Linked DNA regions of Zea mays: regions 1 and 3 are each linked to region 2. Evidence: chromatin contacts called from public ChIA-PET and Hi-C data. All regions are on one chromosome and are shown on one strand. The core of a region is the stretch at or near the end of the contact, and the rest is flanking DNA. Distances in the headings are between cores, read along the strand shown.

What was found. A called contact is a pair of places that touch in the nucleus more often than the background predicts. ChIA-PET counts read pairs in DNA pulled down with a chosen protein or histone mark.
Region 1: an H3K4me3 ChIA-PET map of seedling shows a contact between it and region 2, with 3 times the contacts expected there. The contact joins the promoter of LOC100283354 here to the promoter of LOC107546748 in region 2. A contact is called at or near these places in 10 of 25 Hi-C or Micro-C datasets (bundle sheath, ear, endosperm and 4 more) and 2 of 3 datasets of contacts at active chromatin or transcription factors (leaf and seedling).
Region 3: a contact with region 2 is called in a Hi-C map of tassel, with 4 times the contacts expected there. The contact joins the promoter of LOC100275668 here to the promoter of LOC107546748 in region 2. A contact is called at or near these places in 2 of 25 Hi-C or Micro-C datasets (ear and tassel).

Annotation. Positions count from the first base shown.
Region 1 is chr1:229,769,579-229,773,170 of Zm-B73-REFERENCE-NAM-5.0, reverse strand. It overlaps LOC100283354, which reads left to right and starts at 2,153. Exons shown (of 14, transcript NM_001366962.1): 1 at 2,153-2,504. The coding sequence starts at 2,292.
Region 2 is chr1:229,897,431-229,901,345 of Zm-B73-REFERENCE-NAM-5.0, reverse strand. It overlaps LOC107546748, which reads right to left and starts at 1,990. Exons shown (of 1, transcript NM_001322423.1): 1 at 1,182-1,990. The coding sequence starts at 1,670. The coding sequence ends at 1,281.
Region 3 is chr1:230,051,611-230,055,184 of Zm-B73-REFERENCE-NAM-5.0, reverse strand. It overlaps LOC100275668, which reads left to right and starts at 1,692. Exons shown (of 4, transcript NR_153787.1): 1 at 1,692-1,840; 2 at 2,644-2,705.

The DNA.
Region 1 (3,592 bases), core at 904-3,403, 130 kb after region 2:
CCTGCTGGGTCCGCGCCGGCCGGTCTGCTGGTCCCTCTACCGGCGCGCCGCGCCGCGCGGCCCCCCCTCCCCCTCCTTGGTGTGTTGCTTTGTTCCCTTCTGCTGCGGCGCGGGCCTGCGCGCACGTACGCGGCTTGGCAGCGCCCGGGCCCGGCTCGATCGCCTCGCCCCGGCCCGGCGCCTTTTCAAAATTTTGACCGCAAGCGTTTAGCGCCGTGCTGATGATGCCTGATGCTCCGCCTCGCTGTTTCGAGTGCGCCGCGCAAAATGCCTGATATCCCCATCCGTGACTTTGTTGGAAGCGTTGGCGTTTCTTCTTCTTTTTCTTCGTTATTACTTCCTGTCCTAGAGCCCATCAAACTGATAGTACAAAGTGAAGACCGACGAAATCCTATAGCCCATGACGGCCTGATGCCATAAAATGCGGCCCCATTAATCTCACTCAATCAATGAATGTCTCCTGGCTCTCCGCACTACAAGGGAAGAGCCAAAGCCCAAGTGAATAGCCTTTCGAATGTGCAGCCCAATATTACTAATGAAATTTGTTTTATAATATGTGCATTTTGTAGGCTGCTGGTCCAAAAGAATTGAAGCCATATATGGTCTGACCGTAAATATCAACATGTTTTGGGGCAAGTCATTTAGCAATAAGGGTGAAACGGTCTATAAGTCAGAAAAAACTTCTCACCGATTTCACCCATATACTTTTTTGTTCGGTCCGAATCGGTAAACGGGAAAGTCGGAAACGGATAACGGCCGATAAATTTCAGTATATCGAAAACGGATAAATCCGAGCAAAATAGCTCGAAATTGATCGGAAAAATGTAACTGTAATTGGAAAATCTCACAATAAACAAATCCTAACCACACAATTGTTCATTCACATCCACATACAAGTCTCATTCACAAAAGTACACAAAACACAATACTGTCCACATATAATTGGTCATACACTCATACATGCCCACTCTTAAATTTTAACACACAACACAAGTCTTAAAACACGATTGTTCATTCACATCCACATATAGGTCTCAACCACACAAATACACAATACATGGTCATGACCACACATAAATGATCATACATGTCCACTAAAGTTTTAATCACATAGTATATAAGTCTTAAACACACGATACATAAACTAGAAATTATGTGGCATGTCGTCTGGATCACTTGTTTTGTGGATCTAAAAAATACAGTAAAAAACGGGAAATATCGGTTTTTTCTGAGAAATCCGAAAACGGACGGTAATTATGTCTCACTGTTTAACGTACCGTTTTCGTAACAATATATCTCGTTTCCGACCCGTTTTCCGTATATCCTGAAAAATCTGAAAACGGTGGAAAAAATCGGTAAACGTACCAAAAATTTACCGAATTTTACCGACCATTTACATCCTTATTTAGCGATATAGTTCCTGTTACTTTAGCAGATTGTGAAGATGGAGTGTATGGATTTTTTTGGGAGTTGTTGGAGTAGTAGTAATTTTTTAGGATGTAAAGTGTTAGGAATATCTCAATATCTATGTATTGTGAGAAATATTTTTAGAAGTTGTTAGAGATGTTCTTCTATCTCACCTCGGTCCAAACAAGTACTAAGACATCATTTATTAAAGTTTCTAAATATATAATAAATTGCAAAAAAATATTACGGGAATAATTCATTCCTGCGTTACTCCGCGCACAGCGCGCTGTGCAGGAAATCGCGGCAAAAATGATGGAAGATTGGGGAGTCAACGCTTTCCACCAAAATATATGTTTGCTTATTTTAAATATACATATACTAATATTTGGAAAATAAAAAGTGTAATTATGTTTATATAAATATCTCATTTAATCAATATCTATCTATATTATATATAAAAATCGCATTTGACTAATATAATAATATATATCATAAATATTTGTTTTGTATACATTATGTAGTTAGATAAACTCAGAATAATATAACTTGATACTATACTAAAAATTATATTGTTTTCTGAATAGGGAGCACAAAATTGACTCAAAATAAAAGGAAAGAAAAGAACGAAGTAGGTGTACACTTGCACTCGCAAAACAAAAAAGAAACCCGCACCTCTCTTGGACTTGGAAAAGGAAAAAAAAAAGAACCGCGCACGCTTCTTCTTCCCTCCCCCACAAAGGGAAGAAAAAAAATTTCCGTGTACGGTTTCGCCCGGCGCCGCCTTTGGCAGTTGCTTTGCTTGCTCTTGCCCTGTTGAGCTCCAAAGGATCTCCATTTCACCACTCCCATCGATCCCACTACCGGTCCGCATCAAGCAGCCGGCGATGGGGTCCGCGTCCGCCCGCATCGCCACCGCCGCCGTGCACCTCGTCACCGCGGCCGCCATCCTCCTCATGCTCGCGCGAGGCGGCGAGGCCGTCAGTCTCTGGCTCCCGCCGCCGACCGCCGGAGGAGGGGGCTTCCTCGGCGGCGCGGACCGTTACCTGACTCGGGAGGAGCACTGGATGAACCAAACCCTGGATCACTTCAACCCGACGGTATCTACTGTAATAAATCGACGTGTTTCTCTCCGGATTTATGTCGACTTGAGGCTCGTTCTGCCGTTCGTTGGAACTGCTTGGGTCCCCTGCCTGTGACTCTAGGTAGTAGAGCACGTACAAGCTGTGGTACGAGAACGTTCCGAATTAATGAACCTAGAGATTTGCTGTTGGCACGTCACGGTGTACAGGCATTACTCTATTTATTTTCTCTGTAAATAGAAGATGCCAAAAACCTTCCTAGTTTTCGTGAATCTTGCCTGGATGACTTCTTTTTCAACAGAACTGGCAGGTGCTCTGCCTTTTCATCCAGTACAAAGCAAAGTCTGAATATTTACAGGGTAATGAAAACAGCAAATAATGAAAAAACTGGGAAACTAGTGAAGTACTACGGATTATCCTCGTGTGCTAGGCCTTTCATCTGTACATCATTAACGATGCCTTGCAGAAGTTATTGCTGTGGTGTGCACCTATTATCAAAGATTCGCCAGCATCTCTCCTTCCACAAATTCCAAGCACTGTAGGTTATTGGACTTGCTCGCTGCACCTCATCCCCTTGCCCCTGCGTTTTGGTAAAATCTGCATCCACCACTCCCTGATGTTTATCGTGTTAGTTGACAGACCTTGCTCATTATGTGAAAGTCCCACCTGCCGCCATAGCCTTTTGGCATAGCTGCATTTAGCTATCATGTGCAGATGAGTTTCTTGTCTGCAGTCACATAATTTGCAAACTGGGTCTGTCTGTCCTTCCCTTTTGATTTTTTTAGAAAATGGAAGAGACTTCCCGCAATGCGTCTTCACACACAATGTTTACATTATTACCTAGTTTCAACGACATTGTTGAAGATAAGTCAGCGAAACAAGAAATACAAAAATTATGCACGACAGTTTATTATTAAATTTTCATCCATAGGAACAAACAACTCCAATGCAGTGGTCTCTAGTTTTATGCTTGTTAACCCAAAAGACTCCTTTGTTTCATTATCACGCTGCAGCAGTGCCCCGAACTGCAACCAATATGTCCCCCCCTAAAAGTAGCCTGCATTAAAGAAGTCTATTTGTAATTTTCAAAAATTAGATCATTAATA
Region 2 (3,915 bases), core at 741-3,240:
TTGATTTGAAACCGACACATCGAATACTTACTCACACGCACGCATGTGCTTGCCGTCCATGGCGGATTAGTGGGAAAAGGCCTGTCAGGTTGTGTGCGCTCATTGCGTGCTGGCGGCGCTTTAGCTCGCGGCGAGATTTCCGGAAACCTTCTCCGAACACCCAGGTGGTCACTGGCCTGGCCTTGGACTTTCGACTCCGCCACGCCAGCTGCTGCGCGCATTGCGGCTGATTCAATTCAAGACGACGGAGCCGCTGGTAGGTTGGTTCGTTTGGTTGGCAGGTACTAGTTCGTGCTTGGTTAGAGGAAGCAAGGGGAAGGAACAGCTAGCTGTGATTTTGTTGATTCAGCAACTGCGATTAGACAGAGAAGAAACAATTATCTCGTGACTGTTTCCAAGTGATATATTTACGTACTGTTAAAAAAAAGCTAGCTCGACACGGACATATCACATATATAAGAATGTTACTAGTACATGCTGCTACGGATATTACAATGGAATATGCTCGGAAAGGTGGACAACAACCGAGCTGTCCTTGCACGACGAATTTTCCATCAACGTAAACTACTTACAGTCTATTGGAGTAGTAATTATTATTATGTGTGGACCCTGCTGGCGCGTGTTAACTGCTCACGAATTTGCTCTGGTGAAATGGCACGTCGCTCGGAAAGCTTGACGGGAAAGCGAGTCTCGGCTGGCTATAGTGCTAGTCTAGCTCATCGAATCAGATGCGCTGCTGGTGTTGGTGTTGACGCGTTTGTGAAGCATAATAATCGTTGCATATATTGCAAAAAAATAATACTCCCTCAATTCCAATTTATAATTCTCGTTTGAATGTGGTTTCGGATTTTTTTTTGAAAAAAAAATAAATAAGATGAGTCGGTTAAATATAGAGAAAAAAAGTCAAACAAATTATAATTTGAAACCGAAGGAGTAATAGTTTACAAGAATAGAGCTAGCACAAGTACTTCTGCAGAGCATGGTATTAGCAGAGTAAGTGTTGACGTATAAGGAAATGAAAAGAAAATAGAGAAAAGCTACATCATCATCCTCTCTAGATCTTTACACTTGATATCCACGATCATCACAAATTTTTCGCCATCGTCAACAGCTAGATGCATCGTCCTCCCACCCTGGCCCATGTCTCTCTCGCCACAGAGCTTCAAGCAGAAACGGGAGAGATCCGGAGAGGGAGGACGAGCCACACCAAAGGCTGGTTAATCAAGTAGTAAAACAAGCAGCAGCGACCGCCTCGACGGACGGACGGACGGACCGTGTCGTCAGGCGCGGAAGCAGCCAACGAAGCGCGGCAGGTGGAGGTGGTGCTGGTGCTGGTGCTGCGCGGCGGCGGCGGCGGCGCCGTCGAGGTCGACGAGGTGGTGGGCGCAGGCGCCGTGGAGGTCCCGGCCGATGAGGCGCTCGAGCTGGACGAAGCGGTCGACGCGGCAGGGGATGGCGAGGGCGCCCTGGTGCCGGAAGCCGTACTCGCGCTCGGCCTCCTCCAGCAGCGCGCCGAAGAGCGGGTGCTTGAGGTGGCCCAGCGGCACCGCGAACCGGCGCTGCTCCTCCCCCTCCAGGCCCACGCGCACCGTCACGCACCCCTTGGGCGCTGCTGCCGCCGCCGCCGCCGTTGCCGTTGCCGTCATGTGCTGCTGGTGCTTTCCGGGCATGACGGTCGCCAGATCGGTGGAGCTCTCGATCGGTGTCGCTTGCTTGGTTGGTCGCTGCTCGGTTGCAAGAAGAACAAGGGGAAGGGACGGACTCGAGGGGCTGGTGGTTAGAGGCAGGAAGAGAAGGGCCACGGGTCGGAGCTGGAGATGGCGAGGCGGAAGACGGTGAGGGGGGAGTCGCGTAGGGAGGTGGGCACGTTGGACATGGCCGCCTACTCCTCCACTAGTATGTCTCTTCGCAACAACGACGACGAAGACGATTCGGGTCTGCCTTGCCTTGTGTGGACTGGAGTCAGTCGGTTTGCTGTTTGTGAGGAGAGCTAGCTGCGGTGCCGAGCAAGGGAGGTTGGGACTTGGGAGGCTTTTATAGCCCCCCGCGCACGCCGCCAGGTGGGGTTGGTGTTCGGTTCCCAGTTCCCACCGCCGGGTCCCGTCCCGTGCGTGTTTGTGTCGTCCCGGGGGCGACGCAACGCTACTGGAAGGTGCCATATGCGTGTGCGCGGCGTGCGCCTGGCCGCCTGCGCGTTGTGTTTCTTCCCTTTCTTTAGGGATAAGCAACCAGTCCAAAGGGTGCGAGCGCGCTGGGTTCAGATAGCGCCGGTCAGGCTTATCATTTTTTTGTAGAACTTGGATGGGACGTTTTGGAGTTGGCTGGAACGCGTGGGGATGTTTGGAGTCATTTTCAAGTTCGCGCTTGTTCAGCTATTGCTGCTCGCCCTGTTCAGCTCCCTCTAGAGCCTCCGCTACACGAACACGACGACGATCAAGTTCGGCACGACGAGAGCACCATGCATGATTTTTACACCGTTGCCTCGCGTGAAGGTCGGTCGAACATGGATGCGTATGCGTGCCTGCTGGCGTACACGTTTGTCCTTGTCCATGCCTATATTTTACTACTATTCTTCCTCTTGATGTTTACGTACTATTTACTCCTACGTCTGTCTAGCTGACCAGAGACTCTCCCTCCCGACAAACTGGTTCGACTGTTGTCCAGCAGACAAAGACACAAAGTTATTGCCGTCTTCTCTGGAAAACAGATGGCATTTTTCCCCCTCTAGTTCAGCTAGCTAGTTGATTAGTTTCTCTCCATTTTTTTTTCTTATATTTGGGCAACTATATGAACATAATTTGTAACCGTAGTTTCGATGTGGTATTCAGAATGACGACATGCAATCCACCAGTGAGAAAAGAAAGTGGCCTCAGCTTAATTATTGCATGGTTACCGGACTCGGTCCTGCCTGCTTGGATGCCCACGCGCTAAACTTTAGCACCCCTTGTGCTATTGTGTGCTAAAGTTGAGCACTTCATATCTAATATAATATATTTTATCACCTCTTACTCTTAGGGGGTGTTTGGTTCTGTGGACTAAAGTTTAGCCCGGATCACATCAAGCGTTTGACTTTCAAGTAGGAGTATGAAATATAGACCCAACCAACTGTACTAGATTCGTCTCACTTTTTAATCTTCGGCTGAGAAATTAGTTTTATAATCCGACTACATTTAATACCCCGAACGGAGGTTCAAACATTCGATGTGATAGTGGCTAAATTTTAGCAGGGGCAAACCAAACACCCCCTTAGTATCCGTCGTGTTTGCGCTTGTTTGAAAAAAAAATCCTATCAGTACATCATATTTTTTTTGTGTCGTCGTTCATGATAGTAAAATTCTAATAGACCTGACGATTGGTAGTGTGTTTTGTCGATGGCACGCCGACAAGCAGATTGATAGTCCAACAATAGAAGTTATCTACCGATAGGGGAGAAAAAAAATGAAATTTTCTATTCCTTTTTGTTATATCGGAATTTGTCCTGATTTAAAATGTCGTTGTTTTTGCATTTTTTTCTGTCGGTTTCTGATTCCCAGTAGTGGTTGGACCTTGACCCGCATCGCACCCAGTGGATCAATACACAACCCCCACATGTAACACGGCCGTCGGGAATAATCAAAGGCGCGCACCGAAGGACGGACGACCACGCCCACAGCCCCAGCCCCGGCCCCGGCCCCGCCGCGCGTTGACATGGCCTGCGTTTCCCTCGCGGTTCGCGAACCGCGATGTGGCCGGCTGTCGCGCACGCCGGGCGTGAAAATTCTTTGGAAGAGACGGGTACGGCCGGAGTCGCACGGCGCGCGGGTCGCGGAAGAATCGGTCCATCTGGCGTCTCCCCTCCCGGCGTCTCGGCGCGGGGCGCGCTGGGGAGGCGGGGCCCGAGCCACGCGCCGACCTACGCCGCCTTTTGGGCCACTC
Region 3 (3,574 bases), core at 443-2,942, 150 kb before region 2:
GTCCCTGTTCACTGTCCGGTGCGCCTTCTGCGCCTGCTCTGACTCAGCGCGCGCTGTCCGCGCACTGTTCATGCACTATTCACTTTTGCAGACGACCGTTGGCGCTGTTAGCCGTTGCTCCACATGGCACACCGGACAGTCCGGTGCCACACCGGACAGTCCGGTGAATTATAGCGGAGTGGCATTTCTAGAAACCCGAAGCTGAGCAGTTGGAGTTGATTCACCCTGGTGCACCGGACACTGTCCTGTGGTGCACTGGACAGTCCGGTGCGCCAGACCAGGGCAGCCTTCGGTTGGTTTTGCTCCTTTTTATTTGAACCCTTTCTTAGACTTTTTATTGGTTTGTGTTGAACCTTTGGCACCTGTAGAACTTATAATCTAGAGCAAACTAGTTAGTCCAATTATTTGTGTTGGGCAATTCAACCACCAAAATTATTTAGGAAAAGGTGTAACCCTATTTCCCTTTCAGTTTGCAACAACCGAACCTCGGTAAAACAAATCACTGTGTCACTCGTTTTTTTTCTTGGTTGATTTGTTTTCGCCCTCTCTTTCGGACTCGGTTTTATTTCTAACGCTAACCCTGTCTTGTAGTTGTGCTTAAAGTTTGTAAATTTCAGTTTCCGTTTATCCAACCCCCTCTATGCGACTTTTAGACGTCGTCAATATCTCCTCTCGCGTTGTCGTCGACCCTTCCCCTCTAATGAATCGTAACGTTACCGCGAGTTATATATATCAGTAAAGGTAAGTTATAAAGTACGGGTAATGTAGTAACCGTGCTACAACCATTGTGGCCTTGTGGGTTAAAGTGCTCTACTGATTCTGACTAGTGGGGTTCCTCCTGGATCTTGCTATGGTGGCATCAACGTGTGTATTTGCTGATAAAAAACGTGTCTATTTGTCATGTGGTTGCCACGAAATAACGGAGCAAACTAATCGTAGTAGTAGTTTAGCTTCACCAAAACTCCCGGAGAACAATGACACAACACAAGCCGATGTCTATATATTATCTACATCCGTCCTAAAATAAATATACATCTTATTTTACAAGAAGTCAATCTTTTTAACATCTAATCCAATGTATATAATATATATAACATATAATAAATATCATCAGATTAAATCTAAAATATACTTTTATAATATTAATATTATTTTACATGTTTTTAGTTAAAATTAAAATAATTTAAAGCGTGACGTGCAATTATTTTATGACTGACGAAATATTCCCTATGTTCCAAAATTAGTTAACTCCCCTGTCTTAAAATTGTTCAAGTTATATGTTCGAATTTTATCAAAACATATATGTTATTCTCACTTTTCGATATAATTTTCTATTTCCTAATATAGATTTTTTCTCATCATATATTTATTGCTATTTCTTTAAAAAATCTCCTTTTTTCTGTGCAGTATATGTTTTCTATTTTTTTATTTAAATTGCCGTACGAGAAGTCAAGTATAGAAATATAGAATGGATAAACCATCAATCGGAGACAGGACCCACTGATCGAGCCGTGAGCCAAGCCAATCGGAGCCGCCGCTGGTGCACGGAGCCAGGGGGGCACTGCGCGTGTTGCCACTTGCCACTGAGCTTCGTGTCGACATCTCAAGCTGCTCGACCCATGTGTGGGCATCTCGGTCATTTCGCGAAGGCCGCGCATCCTATAAATGAGACCCCTTCCTCCTCCCCTGCCGTTGTTGTTGGCTTCGTGGTCCGTGTTTAACGGGCGTAGAGAGAGAAAGAGAACAGAGCGAGAGAGGGGGAGGACGAAGCCCTCCGCGTCGTCTCCTGCTGTTCCATCCCACATCTATTCTGCCTCGGCTTGCACCTTCGACCTCGCTGGTAAGTTCCATCGCTTTTAATCGACATAGGCCTTTTAGTCGCGAATATTTTGGGTCCGAGCAACGAAGATGCTCCGTCTTGAATTTGGTTTAGCTAGATGTTGTTAATCTTATCGTTCGGTCATGTTTTATCGTGGATTTGGACGTTGAAATGCCGCTATATGAAGAATTAATTTGATTTTATTGCGGATGATAGGGGTGATTGTCGGTTAGAGGGGTTTTACCGTTCAGATCTAGTAAAATTGCACTGGTGAAAGGAGGAGAGGAGTGGGGCAGTTAGGTTTCTGGGTCCACGTTTGTTTAATTATGGTGAGGGTGGTTTCTGGTTCACCTACCCGGTTGAAAGGGATGCGTGCTGACTTGGGAAGGTCCTCCAGTTTTTGTTTGTATCTGCGAGATTCTATATATATCTACTTGGCTAATTTTAAAATCGTTCAAGGTTCAATGCCAGCTGTTCTATCTGCAACTTAGATTTAGGTTTGGTACCATGAATTTTTTATAGATTTGGGCAAACTGCATGAAATCCAGTGGATTATGTCATTATTATAGTGTTAGGCGTGAGTGAACTTTTTCAGATTTATGACGTTGGCAGTTGGGTAAAAATTGGCGCGAAATCATTGTGCTATAATTTGTTTTGTATTATGCTAGATTACACACTGTCGGTTAATCTGTTCTTATCACAATGCAGTTGTCAATGCACAGTGGTCTACCTTTCTTACGCATATTACTTAGATGAGTCTGCTCAGCAGTAGCATAATAGTTCACAGACAGGACTCTGAAGCAAATTTTTGTTTTGAGTTGCAGAAAGTTCTGACCTCAAACTGAAAGGGGCCTGTGAAGCGTTTCCTTGCGGCAGTGCAATGGAGGTATTTGGCAAATCTGTGATTGCTGAGCCCAGCAATGTGATTTTCTTGTCCGCAATCCTTAACACAGAAGGATCAAACCCTAGTCACAAGTGTGACAAGAGGTGCCAGAACGAGAACATTTTTGGGAACATGTACCGTTGCAAACTGACTGGAACCACTCACATCTGTGACAAAAACTGTAACCAGAGAATCCTCTATGACAACCATAACTCGCTCTGCCGAGTGAGTGGGCAGTTTTTTCCGCTCTCTCCATTGGAGCAGCAAGCAGTGAGGGGTATCCGCAGGAAGCACGAAGTGGACAGCAATGAAGGCTGCTCCTTTAAGCGCAGGCGTGGTGCACAGCTGCATCCTTCCCCCTTCGAGAGGTCCTACTCAGCTGTGTCTCCAATCCCGAGCCAGGTTGGAGATGGCATGGACCTGAGCTAGAGCTAACGAGACTTCCTTTTCTTCAGCCAACCACCTAATTCCGTTGTCTACCCTTTTTCCCTTTGGTTACAGGATGGAACTATAAGAGATTCCTTCTTTGTAGACTTTTATGAAGGGATATAAGACTCCTTAGATGCACCGAATAAATGTCTATGTAGTTTCTATTCTGTTTCATGGGACCTTGTTGTAACTCGTGAACTTTGATTGAGCACCTATTCGGATTTAGTAGCACGTTCAGAAAATCATTCGCTGCTTATCTTTTTTCACACTTCCGAGTTAGTTATTTTGTGTGTTTTTTTACTTTGTGTTCAACTAAGTTTCCTTCTAATTTTGATTCTTTAATGCAATTTATTATAATTGAGGTGTACATTTGTCCATCAATGTAAATATGTGAAAGATTCTTTGGCACTGTAATCCAGGCACAGGGAACTGACTGCCTTTGC